2 separate regions of the Mus musculus genome follow, and region 1 is linked to region 2. Evidence: chromatin contacts called from public Hi-C data. All regions are on one chromosome and are shown on one strand. The core of a region is the stretch at or near the end of the contact, and the rest is flanking DNA. Distances in the headings are between cores, read along the strand shown.

Region 1 (5,729 bases), core at 2,879-5,378, 570 kb after region 2:
TAAAATTTATTTATTTATGTCATATATGTGAGTATACTGTGAATATACTGTTGCTGCCTTCAGACACACCAGAAGAGGGCATCAGACCCCATTACAGATGGTTGTGAGCCACCATGTGGTTGCTGGGAATTGAACTCAGGACCTCTGGAAGAGCAGTCAATACTCTTAACTGCTGAGCCATCTCTCCAGCCATAAATGTATTTTTAAATATCCAATCTCTGTGTGGATTTTCTTGCTATTGTTTTGTTATTAGTTTATGGTATATTTCATTACTAAAAGCAAATGTTCTATGATTTCTCATCTTCTAAACCTGTGAAGGTGTGTCTCCTCCTGCAGAGTCCAGCCTATACTGGTGAATGTTCTAGTCAAGTTTGTGAATAATGTGGAATATGTCATCGTTGGGTTGGGTGGTGTGGGTTATAGATCCCAGTCAGTTTGATCTACCATGACAAAATCAGGCCAAGTGCCTTCAACAAGAGCAATTGATTTCTCAGTGTTCTGGAGAGTAGAATATTCAAGATGAAGCTGTCAGAAAGGCATGCTGTATTCTGAGGTCTCTTCCATTGGTGGGCAGACAGCTGCCATATCACTGTGTACCCTTTGTCTCCACACATAGGAAGAGGTGAAGGGCAAGCTCTCTGGTGGATTTGGAAGTGTCTCTTAGCAAAGACATTCTGTATCCTTTCATAGCGTGCCTTTGTTGTTCTGCTTGGTTTTGTTGGTTGGTTGGTTTTGCTTGTTTGCTTTGTGAAGCAGGGTGGTGTGTTGTTTTAACCAGCCTTGAACTCCTGGTTCTCCTTGTCTCCTTGGGACTACAAGAGCACACCGTCTCACTTGGCCATTGCCCAGTTGTCTTGTGTTTTAATCTTGCATTTGGGTGTGTGTGTGTGTGTGTGTGTGTGTGTATGTTTATGTGTGTGTGTGTTTGTGTGTAATTCACATCTCCCCAATTATATTAGTCATCTATTTTTACGTATTTATTTTTCCATTAAAAAGGGACTAGAGGTGTCACCTTTAGCATCTAACCCACAGTTGAGTTTTTTTGTTTGTTTTTTTTTTGTTTGTTTGTTTTTAATTCCTGGTCTGATCATTTTTAACAGGGCCACCATCTGACTCTGGTTCTGATGATCTCTTCAAAGTATGTATTACACCTTGGTCTGAGACAGGGTCTGTCTATGTAGCCTTGGCTGGCCTGAAACTCACTATATAGAGGAGGCTGGCCTCAAACTCAGAGATCTCCTTGCCTCTGTCTTCTGAGGGCTAAGGTTAAAAGCGTGTACCACCACCACACCCGGCCCGGGAGGTGCTTGGTAAGCACATATTACACTACAAGCAGTCTGTGTGAACGAAGTCTTACAAAATAGTACTGTCTCATTTCAGGTAGCACTTGAACCTCCTTCTCTTCTCTCTGCTCTAGATCTTACTCTCTAGACTACAATCCCTAACTTCAGTTTGCTATTTATGTGCCAACGATTCCCAGGGTGACACCTCTAGTCCCTTCTTTCTGTTGCCTCCCTATCCTCTGATACTCAGTGATTGACTTCACACCCCCACCCAGACATCCAAAGATACTGAGAGCACGTTTTGTCCTAGGTCACTATGTCTTGCCTTTACCCTTTCTAGAAGGGCTGGTGGTCTTCTCACATAGCCATCTCGGGGGATATACCACCCAAGGCTTGTGTAGGTCAGAAACTTAGGGGGCTTGCTTTACCCTGTCCTTCCTCCTTCCTCTCCTTCCCACCCCACTCCCAAGTCCCGCTCCTACCAGGTCTTACCCAAGGTGCTGTGTCTTCCTTCCTGGGGTCCTTAAACTCTTTCTGCCCCTCTGTTTTCTCCTCCACACTGCAGCTAACTCAGTTGTTTACAGGGAAAACAGATCATGTTGGCTGCCAGCGACCTTCTGCTCTCAGATCTTTTGCTGCCTGTGTTGTTGAAGCTACAATCCCAGCGTTCAGCGGGCAGAGGCTGGAAGGCTGAATTTGAGGCTGGGCTGGGACGGTGACATGGTGTGAGACACCAAACACTAACCAACCGACACATGTTCTTTGCTTCTTGTTCAGGGAAAAGAAAATCCACAAGATCCTCACCTAAGCCAGAGGCCTTCCGTGGGGGATGGTGCCTCCTTTCTCAGCCTTTCTGCTTCTCTGACCCCAGCCTCTTACCTGTCATGGTTGCTCTCCTATGTCCTACGAGCATGCCTTGGTTCTTCCAGGCGACAGGTTTCCACGGGGGCTTTGTAGGTACTGCTCCTTCCACCTGCAGTGTTCTTTCCTCTTTCTTCCATTTATTTATTTTTGGTTGCTTGCTGGTTTTCGGTGCTGAGAACTTAACCCGGGGCCTTGTACTTACAAGGCAAGCCACCGAAATAAATCTCCAATCCATGTACCTGTCTTCCTTTGTCTCCCAGCTCAGTAGCCAACTGATTGCCACCCTTCCCACCTCCGCAGAGTTCTCTACTTCCACCCAGGAGAATTTGACCCCCCACCCAGGACAGCTTGACCCGGAACTGGGTCCCTGTCCTGCAGGACATGTCTCTTGTTCTGTACTGCTCTCTGATAATACCTGATGGTTTTACGATACTTGATTCCTGCATTTGATGTAAAAGCCTGGTCTGGGTTTTTTTTTTAGTAGCTACACTATAGACCATAGGCTCTGTGAGAACAGCTCCAGATCCTCCATGCAGAGCCCAGCAGGTGCTTGGAACATACTATGCACTTGGTAAATAGATGTAGCGTGAATGAATAGAACTATAAGAAAAAAAAAAACCTCTCACCGGGCCATTTCCTGGAATTGCATTGAGCCTGTAAATGGCTTGCAAAGAATCCTCTCTGTGCTAAGTCTTCCCCTCTCTGCTGCATTCCTTTTATGAGTATAATTAGTTTTATTGAGGACAAGAAATCATGACCTGTGAAGCATGGCAAGCAAGTTGTGTTTAGCTTAGAGGACAAGAAACTTGGGAAGAGACTTTTTTTTTTTTTAATTTCACTTAAATACTTGAAGGGAAAGAAATTAGCCTTGTTTGATGGCCCAGGGAGAAGTTGGATTTGGTGAGGGAAGTTGGCAGGGAGGCAGATTTGGCCTGAAATAGAACTGGTGGGCCACATGGGTTGCTTGCTTCTCCAAGAACACGAAGAATAGCCTGGAATGTCCAGGTGCTGCCCGCTGGCCTTGGCCCCGCCAGTCTTCTGCTTGCCTCGGCGCCACCTGCTAGCTCTTATTATGTGGTCTGGGATCCACAGGTCTCAGAGACTTAGACCCTGGAAGAAAGCGTGATAAAGATCAGGAGTGAAGAGAGGGATCCCTCAGAGGTGACCTGAGGCACCGGGATAGGAGCAGAGACTTATTGCATGAATGGTCAGATCTGTGTGTGAAGAGTCCCACAAAATCTCTCCATCACTCGCCAATGCTCCTGTGTCTGTGTCTCTCAGAGACTGAGACCCAGAGCTGGTGCTGGGGTGGGTGTGGAGGGGGCGGGGTGCTTTTTGTTGGTTTTTCAAAGCGGAAACAGACTTTCTGACTTTTCTACCCTGAGAGTCACTTAAGCTGAGCTTGGTCACCTGCTCGCAGAAAACCATTAGGGGATTTAAGCATCCGGTGGAGACTGAACTTCCTTTAGAGTTGCTTTGGCCCTGGAGGGCTCTGGTTCGTCACACCCAGTCTCCTGGCCCCTTTGAGGCAGCAGCAAATGCTTCCTTGGGCACAGCTACTCATTGACACAAGTAGAAACATCTTATCACATATGTTTAGGACCACCGAGTGGAGAAGATGTCAAATGGCTGGGCTCTTTTTAATTGACCTGCTGTGTTCAAGGTTACTTCCCCCTCCCCACCCCCAGACAGGGTTTCTCTGTGTAGCCCTGGCTGTCCTGGAACTCACTCTGTAGACCAGGCTGGCCTCAAACTCAGAAATCCACCTGCCTCTGCCTCCCAAGTGATGGGATTAAAGGCGTGTGCCACCACGCCCGGGGGTTACTTTCTCTTTTGGGTTTTTGGAGGCACAGCCTAGCATCTACTGGTGCTTGAGTTGCAGGGAGGGAAGGCCTGAGTTTCAGACACTGACTGACAGTTCAACCAAAGCTATTCCAGTGTGGTTATTCCAGGGCAAGGGAAGTGAGCGGGGAGCGGCTGGGCTGCGAGCTGCAGTGCTGGGGAGCTTTGCAGGGAGGTGAAGCAGGGCTGTGGGTGGAGTCCTCCGAGGAGTCCTGGGTGAGCATGGGACCTGTGAAAGCCATCCTGGGGCTCGGGTCCTTGTGGCTAGTAAGCTTTATGGGCCTTTCAACAGCTCTTACTGACAAACTGATAGCAGACAAACACTGCCAGAGGAGATCCTCTCAAGTTTGTTGACTCTGGGGCCAGAGAGGCTGTCAGCACCATGCGTATTAAAGCAGAGCTTCATATTCCTGTTTTTGTTGTTGTTGTTGTTCTTCTTCAGTTGTAAAGAGGGGTGTGTGTGCAAGAATACAAATTTGATCTTATTTATATTCTGTCTATATAAGACACATCAAATATAGATGATATAGGCTAGGTCATGGCTTTTGCAGTAACCCAAAGCCCCCACATGCCCATGGCTTTTAACAGCACAAATGTGTTTTCCCACACTGCTCTTCGGCTGGCTGGAGCTCTGGCTCATGTGTCCTCATTCCTGGAGACCCAGGGACCCATACCTATGCCAGGGATAAGGGACCAGAGCCCGTCACACATTGTCTTTTCAAAAGATATCTGCTCATTTTCTATCAGCTTCAGCCACTGTCATGAGCTCAGCCTCCTATATTTAGTGTACTGTAGCCGCGCATGTGCTCAGGCGCATCAGAACTCCAGGGAGCAGCAGAGGCTCTGAGCACCTTTAACAAACAGAAGCAGTTTGTGCCGTTACTGATCTAATCTTCACTGATTAGATGAGAAGTAACTTTTTTGGGTAGGAAACCTAGGAGTGGGAATTGAAACCAGACTCTTCTCTCTATAATTTATACCTCTTTGTATCTCTTCAAAGCCAGCGGCAACCACTGTCCATAGGCAGGGCCACTCCCCGTGCAAGGACTCCATTATGCTTGAGAACAAAGCCCCCAGGTGATTAGGGAGTCACCAGGAACTGGAAAGTGAAAAGCAGACGCAAAAACAATGTTACCACAACATAAAATGCACAGAAACAAAGTAGTTGACATAAAAACACTGAGCCAAACTTCAGGAAGCTGATCCCTAATCCCACTTCTACTGACCCAGGGAAAATAGGACCCCTAGCCCAGAGGCTCCAACCTGCTGTGGGGGAACATGCAGGTGGCCTGGCTTCCCTAAAGGGACTGGTTTGGCCCCTTGGGACCTGTCCTGGGCCACGTGACATTTCCACTCCCACTGAGGAGAGGGAAGCTGTAGACCTGACTCGCATCAGCCTTGAGATAAAGAATACCTTAACTCTGACTCTTGGGTTGGAAATAGCTTGTCTTAGACAGTTTACCTGATGCCACTCAGTGTCCTGGAAATATAGACTCCACGTTTTTGTTATCAGCATCTGTCTGCCTGTCTGTGTTCCATTCTTGAGGCATAACCACCTCACCTTTAGGTGTTAGTCCCTAGAGTTGCCCAGAAGAACAACATCCAGAATTGGTCATCCCTGCCAGAGGACCCTTATTGGGATCGTGTCTAACCCTGTTCTCCCTCTGGCTAATGGTTTTCATGGGCCAGGTCCATCACATTCTTGGGCTAGTTGAGGCCACATGCCACCGAGTGGAGCCT
Region 2 (5,501 bases), core at 2,707-5,206:
TCCAAAGGCTTGGAGCCTGAGAAGGAGACTGGGGAAGGAGTTCTGTTCCCAGCCAATAACCCTGGGCAGCTCAGTCAGAGCCACCAGCAGAGGGACGTTCAATCACCAGGCACACATGAAGACACTCTTTATGCCTAGAGCCTTGTAGTCTCTACCTCACAGAGCTCAATTCCAAGGACAGAAGTTCATGCTGAACCAGGGAACAGGACAGTGGGAGTTCCCAACAGGCAACAACAAGATGCTGAGCTCAGCATCTTTCACACCAGCAGTTCTGGGTACCAGCCCACATGAGGTGACCCTCACCTCAGAGAAAAGGATTAGTCATATCAAGGAAGCTAAGACATGAGTGGCCCTGCCAACACTCAACTCCAGTGCAGTTGAAGGCCATAAGACCTAGAATGCCTACCTGGGCTGTCCACTTGGCAGTCCCTAGACAAGACAGTGTACATTATCCGTGTATCCTGTTTAAGACGTGTCCCTGCCTGGGATCTGGGATTTCATTCATTCATTCATTCACTCAATGCAAGCCACTCTACTGGGCAACAAGGATTTAAAGATTGAGCATAACAAATATGAGTCCCTGTGCTCTAAAGGGCTTAAAATAGAGCAAGGATGGACTGTAATTCTAGTAGAACACTCACACGGTATGTGAGAAACCTGGGTTTGACCCTTAGGACTGCAAAAACAAATAGCTAAGTATTACTGTGGCTTGAGGACCAGGCCAGCAATGGCCACATACGATCAGCAAGGCTGGGGTGGTACCCAATCTGTGGGCAGCTAGAGAGTGGAGATTCTCAGGTGCATCTCACATCCTTCATCTGTCTCTGTCCATCTCCACCAAAGCAGACTTCCTGACAAAGCAGGCTAATAGCATGAGCCTACCACCCCTACCTGCACAGGTGAGTATCTGGAAGGTAGGTAGAATTGTCCAGTCAAGAAGACAGAAGGAAAGGAGATAACCCTCTATACTCACCAGGGCACTACGGTATCACCCCAGGAGACATTGTGGGGTGCTGGGCTGAGCTGAATGGCAGGGGTTTTCTCAGGGTCGAACACTGTCACCATTCCCTTGTTCCCTAACAGGGCACTATCGGGGTTCTAGGTGTGTGTTCCTTAAACTAATAAGATTTTTACCAATGACTCTCCCAAGGCCGCAGGGCTAGTACGCAGAGGATTTGCGTTGTGGTCTGGCTCACCGCAGAATTTAACAGACACAATTCAACCCATCCCCCAAACAAGCCAGCATTTGTTGTTTTTCCTAAAAGAGCCCACAATGGTCCCCAGTGTACGGTGCAGGCTTCTAGCCAGGCTCCCTGCCGAGGATCGAGAGACAAAATCATCAGAGTCCCCAACCCAGCCATGCTCCAGCCTCTCTCCCGCCCTCCCCTGCCTGCCTGGTCTCAGCCCACCTGTCCACAGACAGGAAGTCCCTCCTGCCTCCAGGAAACTCACAGAAGAGCTGGAGGGAGCTGTCCTCACTAGGTCCAAGTGGGTTCACTGGGGTCTGGAGAAGGAAGAGAACTGGATGGGGATTCTAGGTCCTGGTGGCCCATGGGCCTCCGCCTGAACTGAAGCGAACCCTTCGAGCCTCTTCTCTTCACACCTTGTGCAACTGCCCCGGGGACTGCCATAACAGAGAATTGAGGGGGCAAGCCAGATCTTGCCCCAGATAACTTGACTGACCTGAAGAAACCCCAGGTGCCCTTCAGAGAATCAGGCAGGGGAAATGGGGTGCGTGGGAAGGTGAGTGATTACCATCTTCCATTTCAGGGGTGGGGCGGGGCCACCTACTTGGGGAATACAGCCTTGTTGTTTAGCCATGATGAGCCCCTGCCTATCCCAGGGACACCAAGGGTCAGGCAGGGTAACAGGTAGGTCCAGTAAAGCCAGGACATCTCTGAGAACCCGTGAACCTCAGCTTCATTCTCTGGCTTCCAGCAAAGACTCTTCTCGTACACTCATTCTGAAGCTAGTCTTTAAATTCACTCTGAAATGAGGCCCAGGGAAATTTGAGAAATGAACCCGTGGCCGTGTGGTCAGTCAGGATGCGCATTTGGTGCCTCTGACTCGTTACAGTTTTGTCTTTGATCTCCACTTAGAGCTTCTCTGTTCACTGTGCCCAACATCAGGATCAGCAATGGAGACACTGTGTGGGGGAGAGAGGGGTTATATGAACTTCCCTCTAGAACCCAAGTAGATGAGTGGTTGGCGGAGTAGGACAGTGAGTGGGTCATTATCGGATAGTTGCATCCGTGAGTGGGTGAGTGGACCAGTCACTGGATGAGTGCATCGGTGTACAGAAGAGTGGGTCGGTGAATAGATGGTTACATCAAGGACTGCACCAGTGAATGGGCAAGCAATGATGTCACATGGATAATGATACGCCTCGTGAACAAGTAGAAGCAGAGTGAAATGGCAGACACGTGGCAGGTGGCTAAATGGCTACTTGGTCAAATGGCCTTTTGGAGAGATGTAACACGGCTTCTGAGAAATTAGGTGGGTCTTTGGGATCCAGGCTTATCCAGAAGAGAAGCCGTAGAGGTCTGATAAGAAACCAGACTCTGGAGGCCCCAGGACCCTGTACAGTCGTACCACAAACACTCAGTGACTGACTGGGTCAATCAATCATTGGCAGGTTTTTGAGAGATCCATTGCTTAAGAGGACCCTGAGATTGACCTGCTGACCCCTAGCAGGTGGGAAAAGAAGAAGGACAGAGCCATTGACCCTGATGAAGGCAGAGGTGGGGACTGGGTCCTGGTGAGAGGTGGTCAGTGCTCCAGCCCCGCTTACCTAAGAGAGAGGATTCAAGATAGTATAGAAATGGCTTGCCCAGAGGTCATAGTTAAGATCAGGGAGAGCCACCAGGTCTCTGTAGGCTGTGAAAGGCACACAGAGAAACCCCTGCACCCTGCATCCAGACCCAGGCAACTCTGTGGGAGAAACTGAGGCAAGCAAGGGGCCCGCCCATACTGACTGGCCAGTTGGTCTCTGAAGCACAAGTTCCAAGTTCTGTTCAGCTCTCAGACAAAGGTTGATGTGGTGAAAATGTCTGCTACCGATAGTTCTACAGTCTTTAGCTAGGCGACGCATTAAAGTAACAGGAGACAGATTAAGAGAAGTCATATTCCACCAAATATTTGCACGTGGTCGCACAAAATATGAGACTCGAACATCACATGACATTGAGTTTACATGGTGACCTGAGCTCCAGAAGAAAATCAGCCTTCAGGGCGTGCGGGAGACAGCCACCCACCCTGCAAGGCAGAGGCAGAGCTGCAGCGCGAGCAGCCCTTGTCTTGTTAAAAAGAAAGTCTCTCTGATCATAACAGTCTGTCGAGCTCCATCTAGGGTAACTGCCAATGTTCTTCCTTGATGGCCACCAATTTCTCTTACGAAAGAGCAGGTTCTCAGAGCCACTCCTGTGCCTGCAGTCTCTCAAGACATGCCAGAGGAATCTATCTAGGGTGGCGTATTCTGGTCTCCTACCCCTCATGCTTTGAGTGACGTGTCATGACCACGACATCCTTGGCCCGGGTGTGGTCTGGCACATTCTCTCCAGTAGTGAGCTGTCGGGACATATTGTATCATGCAGTAGGCTAACAAAGAGTTTGAAGGGAAGCAGAAGTATGAGGTGCCCAGAAGTCTGATTGACAGGTGATACCCTCTCCTATGCATTGATGTTCGGCTTCAGCTGCCTATTATGGAGAAAACCTCAAAAGGGACGGAGGGACAGCTCACAATCCTAAACTGGGTCCAGGGAAGCCACCGACGACAAATACTGTGCTCACCCTGTCCTGGGACCAACTGAGCAGGCTCATTAAGTTTCTGTTCTCGAATGAAGACTTTCTGGTGCCTAGCATCCTTTCTGGAAAACGCCACAGAGGCCAGTTGATGCTTGAGGCAAGGCAATTCTGCAGAGGAAACTTTAAGGCAAGATGAAGCCTTTGGGGCTGGCAGGGACCCTGGGAGGTGGCGTGTGCCCTCTGGTGGTCACTTTCCACACAGGCTGACCAGAGTTTCCCTATTCACATTTCGGGTAAGGTGGTGGGTTAGAGGCTCTGCCTGGTGGGTTAGAGGGCTCTGCCTGCGTGTGATGGATGGGGTGAGTCAAGAAAGCAATGAGTATACTCCACTCAGAGATCTAACGAGCAGAACATCAGCCATCACAGGCGAGGTAGGACAGCCGAGAACTGCAGACGGCATCTCTAGCTATGTTCACACCCTTTAATATCTAAACAGCATAGGCTGGACTTGGGGGGTGGTTATATTTTTTAAGTTGGGAGAGTATAGAGACTGGAATGTGGATCTTGGAGGAGTTAGGGGGATGGAGAGAGAGTGATCATTGTAAAAAACACAAAAAATACATGTATGTATGTATGTATGTATGTATGTATGTATGTACTCAATTCTCAAAGAACTAATAAAAAAGTAACATTAAGAGTTTCCTACAGAAATCCTCAGCCAGGAAAGGGTGAAATGGTATATTTCAAGATATCAGAGGAAATAACCATCAACCAAGATTGCTGTTTCTAGAAAAGTTATGTTTAAAACTGACAGAGAAATCAGACCGTTTCAAGACAAACACAAACGGAAGTGAGTCACAAGCATGAAGACAGCATTGCAGAAAATTCGCCAAGGAACCTTGAAGACAGAGCAGGGATAAAGACGATCTTGATTACGAGAGCACAAGAATCCATTCCAGGAGAGAGACAAGTGAGCACGGAACTGTGAAACAACCCGTCATGCCCAACACTGCAAAACGCCAGTCTCCTACTACGAATAGGAGAGAAGGAGACTAACCAGCAGTCCAGCCAACCAGAACACAGTCGACAGGATTCGAGCAATTAGCAAGCCCTTGTCCATGATAAACCTAAATGTAAATATCTTAATTTGCCAGTTAAAAGATGCAAACTAGGGGCTGGAGAGGTGGCTCAGCGGATAAGAGCACTAATTGCTTGCTCTTCCAGAGGTCCTGAGTTCAAGTCTCAGCAACCACATGATGGCTCACAACCATCTGTAATGGGATCCAATGCCTTCTTTTGGTGTGTCTGAAGGGAGCAACTCACATGCATTAAGTAAATAAAATGCAGACTACCTCAGAGGTTTCAATACACGGTTCTCTGTTCTCACCAAGAAAAACACCTCACTGGCAGAAGAAACAGAGCAAAAGGATAGAAGTAAATTTACATAGTAAATGGAAGGTTTTTTAAAATGCTGGCAGAGCCATTCTGTGGCCTGACAGAGTGCACAGCAGACCATATTAGTCCACGGATACAGAAGGCCACTGCCCATCAATAAAGAGAATGACCAGCACTGGGGCCCTCGTTTCATGAAAACAAACACTAGCAGAAGTAAAGAGGCCATCAATGTTATTACCGAGAGTGAACTCTGAATGCCACAATACCAACCTTCCAGGCAAGATGTGCCCACTGGTGAGATATTGGCATGAAAGCTTTGGGGGTAGCCAACTGCTTTTGAGTTGGATTTGAGGCCTGCCCTA

The links. A called contact is a pair of places that touch in the nucleus more often than the background predicts.
Region 1: a contact with region 2 is called in a Hi-C map of the Ba/F3 cell line, with 4 times the contacts expected there. The contact joins two enhancer-like sites. A contact is called at or near these places in 4 of 15 datasets of contacts at CTCF or cohesin (the NIH/3T3 cell line, embryonic stem cells, large pre-B cells and 1 more), 58 of 484 Hi-C or Micro-C datasets (the 3T3-L1 cell line, B cells, the Ba/F3 cell line and 32 more), 6 of 115 datasets of contacts at active chromatin or transcription factors (astrocytes, embryonic stem cells, fibro-adipogenic progenitors and 2 more) and 3 of 9 other capture datasets (adipose tissue, liver and pancreatic islet).

What each region holds. Positions count from the first base shown.
Region 1 is chr12:80,711,358-80,717,086 of GRCm38.p6, forward strand. All of the region lies in intron 6 of Plekhd1 (pleckstrin homology domain containing, family D (with coiled-coil domains) member 1), which reads left to right. Gm51986 (a long non-coding RNA gene) reads right to left here. Exons shown (of 3, transcript XR_003950208.1): 2 at 4,970-5,088; 3 at 2,883-3,257. Among named protein-coding and RNA genes, the nearest start is that of Gm51986, 5.2 kb to the right of the region's middle. Within about 2 kb of position 4,129, at least 11 of the 459 cell types and tissues checked have an H3K27ac peak or open chromatin away from gene starts, as enhancers often do. A contact at or near this core is called in the Ba/F3 cell line, where this site is marked.
Region 2 is chr12:80,137,700-80,143,200 of GRCm38.p6, forward strand. No RefSeq gene overlaps it. Among named protein-coding and RNA genes, the nearest start is that of 2310015A10Rik, 7.6 kb to the left of the region's middle. Within about 2 kb of position 3,957, at least 24 of the 459 cell types and tissues checked have an H3K27ac peak or open chromatin away from gene starts, as enhancers often do. A contact at or near this core is called in the Ba/F3 cell line, where this site is marked.